Linked DNA regions of Xenopus laevis: region 1 is linked to region 2. A link is a contact called in public Hi-C data. All regions are on one chromosome and are shown on one strand. The core of a region is the stretch at or near the end of the contact, and the rest is flanking DNA. Distances in the headings are between cores, read along the strand shown.

What was found. A called contact is a pair of places that touch in the nucleus more often than the background predicts.
Region 1: a Hi-C map of the XTC cell line shows a contact between it and region 2, with 5 times the contacts expected there. The contact joins the promoter of zmynd8.S here to the enhancer-like site in region 2. A contact is called at or near these places in 2 of 4 Hi-C or Micro-C datasets (the XL177 cell line and the XTC cell line).

What each region holds. Positions count from the first base shown.
Region 1 is chr9_10S:8,549,107-8,552,155 of Xenopus_laevis_v10.1, reverse strand. It overlaps zmynd8.S (zinc finger, MYND-type containing 8 S homeolog), which reads left to right and starts at 1,328. Exons shown (of 21, transcript NM_001177440.1): 1 at 1,328-1,341. The coding sequence starts at 1,328.
Region 2 is chr9_10S:8,181,441-8,184,667 of Xenopus_laevis_v10.1, reverse strand. slc2a10.S (solute carrier family 2 (facilitated glucose transporter), member 10 S homeolog) reads right to left here. Exons shown (of 7, transcript NM_001092560.1): 6 at 2,070-2,205. Among protein-coding and RNA genes, the nearest start is that of slc2a10.S, 9.4 kb to the right of the region's middle. Within about 2 kb of position 1,602, at least 2 of the 7 cell types and tissues checked have an H3K27ac peak or open chromatin away from gene starts, as enhancers often do.

The DNA.
Region 1 (3,049 bases), core at 79-2,578, 370 kb before region 2:
TGGTTGGCCCTTTTATAGCCTCCATTAGGTCTCCCTACAGGCATTTTCACAATAGGAGGGGCATCTCTGTATAAATTTATAGCCGGCTGTTGCTTTTGTTGAACTGTGGGAAATACTATAAGTCTGGAAAGGTGAATCAATGATATTCAAATTATTCTTTAATGATAAACCAGGAATGCCCTGTGTTGATGTGTAGCTGTGTAACAAGGTATAAGCCTATAGGAGGCTACTTACCTGACATGAGTACAACATACCTTGCCTAGAGATTAAGTAGGGCTATAAAAATTCAGCTGTTTTATCTTGCAGTTTCTCTCTTTGTTTGTTAAAGAGGGTGGCTGTGACCCAGCGTTAATTAAAGTGCAAAAGAGATTCATTTACATACAAATAGGCTTTGTCTCTTCGTTTGCACAGATACCTGGACCCCTCTCATATGAAAAACAGACCTTGCAGAGTTAAAAATCTGCAGTTCACACTCAGCTACAGCGGAAGCCTTTTCCCCCCTTTTGTCCCCCCCCCCCTTCTGTCTGTTGCTTTAAAGACAGTTTGAATCGGAGGCCTTGGGAGGATGGGGCATTATAAAAAAAAAAAAAGGTTTGCTTTGCTGAATGAAACTGACACTCTGAGCTTTAGTCATGAGATTGCTGTGCCTTTTGTGAACTGATTTTTATTTACCCTTCTGCTGCTTTCTTTACCCAAGGTGCAAGAGGAGTCCAGTGCCGCTGCCAGCAAAGTGTCCTGAAGGTTTGTGGTCAGGGGTTTTGTGCTTTTGGCCTCCATACAACATTGCTACTGACATTCTCCTTATCACACAACATTATTCCTGCGAATCTGCATGCCTTTGGGTTTTTTTTTAAATGTAATAATATGATCATAAAAATCATAAAAATCATGTACAGATCATGTCTTTTTATTTTAGCAGGCTCAATAGCAGTGCTTTTTATTTTAATTCGTCCTCCTTGTTCCAAACCTCAAGTAGATGAGAATAAAACCCCTGGGTTTATTTCTGTAAAATGTAACGTATTCGGGAGATCTTTTAAAACACATGTCTTTTGCTGTTGAAAAAAAAAAAGGCCTAACTTAGCCTGTCTTTTTTTTTCCCTTGCACAGGATGCCTTTTGCTTTCCAGAGCTGCACAAAGATAATCACTCAGGAAGTGTTTCAGCCAATGGCCTGAAGCGTGACATTAGGATTTGTGTAAGCACCCAATCCTGCCCCGGCTTCTATGAAGGAGACAGATCATCAAGCTGAAGTGCCAAACCCTTTTCTGTCTGAGTACAGAGACTCTGTCCTCCATGTTTTATAAGTATTGACATAACACTGTGTTACAATGCATCCACAGAGGTAAGCCTTGCTTTTTGTTTTTTGAAAATTGTCTACCCATCTCATGGATGTACAAACTGGGCTTTTGCAGGTCACATCTCGGCGACTTGTCGTGCAAAACTCACTTTATATCTACAGTGTAAATGTGCTTTCTTTGGGTCACATGGTCTGGATGCCATGAGCCAAACTGCTTACTCTGGCTAGAGCTTAACTTGTGCTAAAGGAACTTGGGCATAACTTTTTTTTTTAATTTTTTTTTAATCTTTTCTCCCAGTGAAAAAGGTGGTGTTTTTTTACCCTAGTCTTTCACAAAAGCCAAGCCAAGGAAGAGCACTCTCCCTTCATTATTGTCACATGCTGCTGGGGAGAACATGGAGTCTGGCAAAGCACAAACATTAAGCAGCCCCCAAGGAAGCCAAACGCAGGAGGCTGGCAACTTAAGCATCAGGCAAGTTTATCTTCTCTCTCACTAGAAGAAAAGTCAAGGCCTTCAAGGAAAAATTAAAACAAAAAACACTTTATACTGTATGGCAGGAAACCCTTCTTACTAATGCCTGGGTTAGATTTGGGGCCTAGCCTGCATCCTGGATTGATTTGCCCCAAGGTATTTTTTGTTTTTTAACATTTTTATACATTGAGGACTTGTTTATTATATTCCTGCACCTTCCCTGGAATACTTTTTTTTTATTCTTATACCATTTTAAATCTGGATGTAGCATACCTCACAGCAACAAACTAATATGGATTTAACACAGTAAGTACTGAACACTTTTTTTGTATTTTTTTTGTCTGAGTGTATTTTGGCTATAGCTGCTTGCCTGTCATTTTGTTTTAGTACAAAATAGTCAGTTACATTTTTTCAGGGGGGGCTTTTGTACTTTCCTGGATGTAGATTATAAACAGGGGAGAATATTTCCTAGGCAGCATGGCTATTTTTATCTTTTTAGCTGTAAATTACTGGAAAGGCCTGATAGAGACGAAGCATATGGGCCTTCACTAATGTGAACAAGGGTTAAGTAACTATGTAATGACTGCTGCAACGTCTCTGGAATTTTTCTTTAAACTGAAAATTACATTTACAGAGCTGGCAGGAATATTTGTCAGATTTTTTGTGTTTAGCTTCATAGTAAAGAAGTAACTATCTAAGTTGCTGTTTTTTTCTTTTATTTTTGGTGTGTATGAGGTTTTTTTGTGATTAATCCGTCTTTCAGGGTCTGCTGTTACTTCCTGCTGATCACATGCCAGAAAACATTTTTTTTTTTCTATATTTAAGTGCTGATTTCATTTCTTTTTTTTTTTTTATAAATATAATTTTGTTCAGTCGGGACTCTGAAATGACACAACAAATCCTTTTGTAAATCATTTTTTTCCAGCCCACTAAACAAAAGGATGTGGTATCTGCCAGAGAGAATTGTGTATTTGTGTTACTTTCGTGGAGACTTTAATCAGCTGTTTTTGTACTTAGTTTGCAATCTATATAAGTGCATGCTGGGGATCCTCATCCCCTACTTTTTTTTTAATTTGTAGGAAACAGGTTGTACATTATAAGATATATTTGACATTTTAAAGGAAAACATAAGTACAGGCAAGTCATAGCTATGAGAATTCACTCCCTTCCCCCAACACTCTAGGCCTTGTGTATTTTCACGGGAGGCAAATTCCTATTGTATATTCCTTGTTTGCACATTTTTTACCTGTTGTAGTTTGTCACCTTTAATTTATATTTTAT
Region 2 (3,227 bases), core at 353-2,852:
TTTCCATGGGATAAGCATATGTGGTTCGGCGAATAGTTACACCACCACCACAGACCAAGAACAATGGAAAATGGGTGACGATTGTAAATAAAATGTGGTGAGCACACAGTTCCATCAGTTCAAAAAGGAAATGTGAATTGTTAACATGGCATCGAGCCACCCCATACCTTGATAACATGTTATTGCATGTGCTGTTTTCCTGAGGCCTGGGGGAAACGCTTCTCCATTGCGCCACTCACTTCCTGGTTAGCTGGCTTTAAGCGACTATAGTGAAAAACAGCAGGAAGCCATGAGCGTAAGAAACATGGTTTCCCCCAGCCTTATTAAAACTTTATAGACATTATACCAAATTCTTCAAGGGGGAAGGACAGGGAGACTGTAATGCAAGCACAGAATGGGGTTAGTACACTCTGATGGAAGCTTACAGGGGGAGATACAGGAAGTGTGTAATGCAAGTAGAGGGTGGGGCTAGTACACTCTGATGGAAGCTTACAGGGGGAGAGACAGGAAGTCTGTAATGCAAGCACAGGGTGGTGTTAGTACATTCTGATGGAAGCTTACAGGGGGAGGGACAGGAAGTCTGTAATGCAAGCACTGGGTGGGGCTGGTACACTCTGATGGAAGCTCACGGGGGAGGGACAGGAAGTCTGTAATGCAAGCACAGGGTGGGGTTGGTACACTCTGATGGAAGCTCACGGGGGAGGGACAGGAAGTATGTAATGCAAGCACTGGGTGGGGCTAGTACACTCTGATGGAAGCTTACAGGGGGAGAGACAGGAAGTCTGTAATGAAAGCACAGGGTAGGGTTGGTACACTCTGATGGAAGCTTAACAGTGGGAGGAACAAGAAGTCTGTAATGGAAGCACAGGGTGGTGCTAGTATACTCTGATGGAAGCTTACAGGGGGAGACATGAAGTCTGTAATGCAAGCACAGGGTGGGGTTATAACACTGATAGAAGCTTACAGGGGGAGGGAAAAGAAGGCTGTAATGCAAGCACAGGGTGGTGCTGGTACACTCTGATGGAAGCTTACAGGGGAGGAACAGGAAGTCTATAATGCAAGCACAGGGTGGGGCTAATACACGCAGATAGAAGCTTAGGGGGGACAGGATGTCTGTAATGCATGCACTGGGTGGGGCAAGTACAGTCAGATGGAAGCTTACAGGGGGAGGAGCAGGAAGTCTGTTATGCAAGCAGTGGGTGGGGCTAGTACACTGATGAAAGCTTACAGGGGGAGGGGCAGGTAGTTAGTAATTTAAGCAGTGGACTGGGCTAAAAGACTGCAATGTTTGAAGAAATCCTTTGTCACTAAAGCTAAACATTTGCATTTCCCATCTCCGAACCCACACCAGCCTGTACATTTGCACACTTCTAACTAAATACCACACCTGGTCAACAAACCTTTTTATTGCAAGAATAATATATATGGGGTATTTAGGGCATTATGAAGGGAAAAGAAACTAAGAAAGGGAGATACTGGCATTATATAACAGAAGGGAATGATCTGCCCTATTCACTCCACCTAACTACCTATAGCAGCCACCCAAACCTGACCTGAACTGCGGGTCTTCTATACATAAAATGCATAAACATGTTGCAGGACTGTCTCTAAAGCACCTATTCAAATTCAGCAGCTATTCTAACAACTAGTAGTAATCCCAGTGGTGCAGCCATAAAACCTTATATGGTCCAGCTGCAAGAGACTGGCTTCAGCCAACCCTTTCTGCTCAGTCCATTCCAAAATACAATAAGGACCCTCGAGAGTGGTGAGCCCAAAGCTTTAGGAAGCCCACTCCAGTATCCCAGCAATAGCCACACTGCAGATAGGGTTGTCCTTGATTAGAAGAGGTTAAGATACCTGATCATATATGATGTAGCTTGGGCCAGAGAGAAGCATCTACCTAAGTTGGAGGTACTGTATGTAGATGGCTGGACTACTTCACCCACTGACCTCAAGTGTTGACCAACTGCCCACCAGTAATGTTCTCCAATGTAATTATTGTTGTTATTATTATAGAATGGAATGATAGACGATGGGTTAGTATAAGAGCAGGTAACTAATATCCATACCTTTTCGCTGACAACTGTTGATCGATTTCTTCCAGGGACTGTCCTTTGGTTTCAGGAATGAAGAAGTAGATGAAGGTAATGGCCAGGAGGCCCACCCCACCGTACAGCAAAAAAGTCCAGCCCAGACCTATAGAACCTGTAGGTCGACAAAGAGTAATCAGACTGGTCCTGACTCAGTCAATGTCAGTCGCACAGACAGTATAAACAATCAGAAAACCAGCTGGCAAATACTTGATGCCCAATATAAGCTAAGCAGGTTTACTGTGTGTTTAAGGTTCCTTGCAGTGATATCTACTCAGCTCTTCCCATATGTCCTGGAAAAAGACATATTTGCTGGCAAACTACACAGTAAAACAATTCCTTATTGGCGGCATCAGTGCCATGCATGTATAAAATTAAAATTTATTTGGTAACATGCACCAAACTGCACCAGTTCAGCAACCTACCATTTGCTTTTATTTGCTGCCCTAAACAGCCAAATCAGTATATAGTGTGTGGGTAACTGGGAGACAACGGGACTTGCTTAAGAATATGGCATTCCTTAGCAAATCATGAGTCTACTTCGTAGTACTGATGGTGATGGTGGTGGTGTTGGTGGTAGGACTGTGCAGGTTGGACCCCCCTACTCAAGATTGATTCCTCATTTACCACGTAAATGGCATGTAAAGGCAAAAAAATTAAATCCAATTTTTACTTTCTTTAATGAAAAAGAAACCTATCTCCAATATACTTTAATTAAAAAATATGCACTGTTTTTATAAGAAACCTGACTGTATGCAGTGAAATTCTCCCTTCATTTCCTGCTGTGGATAGGAATTGTCAGACGGTCCCTAACTGCTCTGCAGGGAAACAATCATACTTATGTACAGCAGGGGGAGCCCCCCTTACTTCCCAGCCATGCAGAACTCAAGCAGCTTTGTTTGTTTCCCTGTAGAGCAATTGGCGACTGTGTAGAGATTTGTATTGGATTTTATTTTTGCCTTTACATCCCCTTTACTGTTTCCAACTCCAGCTGCAGGGACAAAGATCATGGAGCCAGATTTAAACAGATAAACTGGGATTCTATTTGGAGGATTATTTTGCTGCAGCCACTGGTTCTGCAGAGTTGGAGAAAGTTTGTATTAAACAATACAAAAACTATAAAATCCACATTAGATT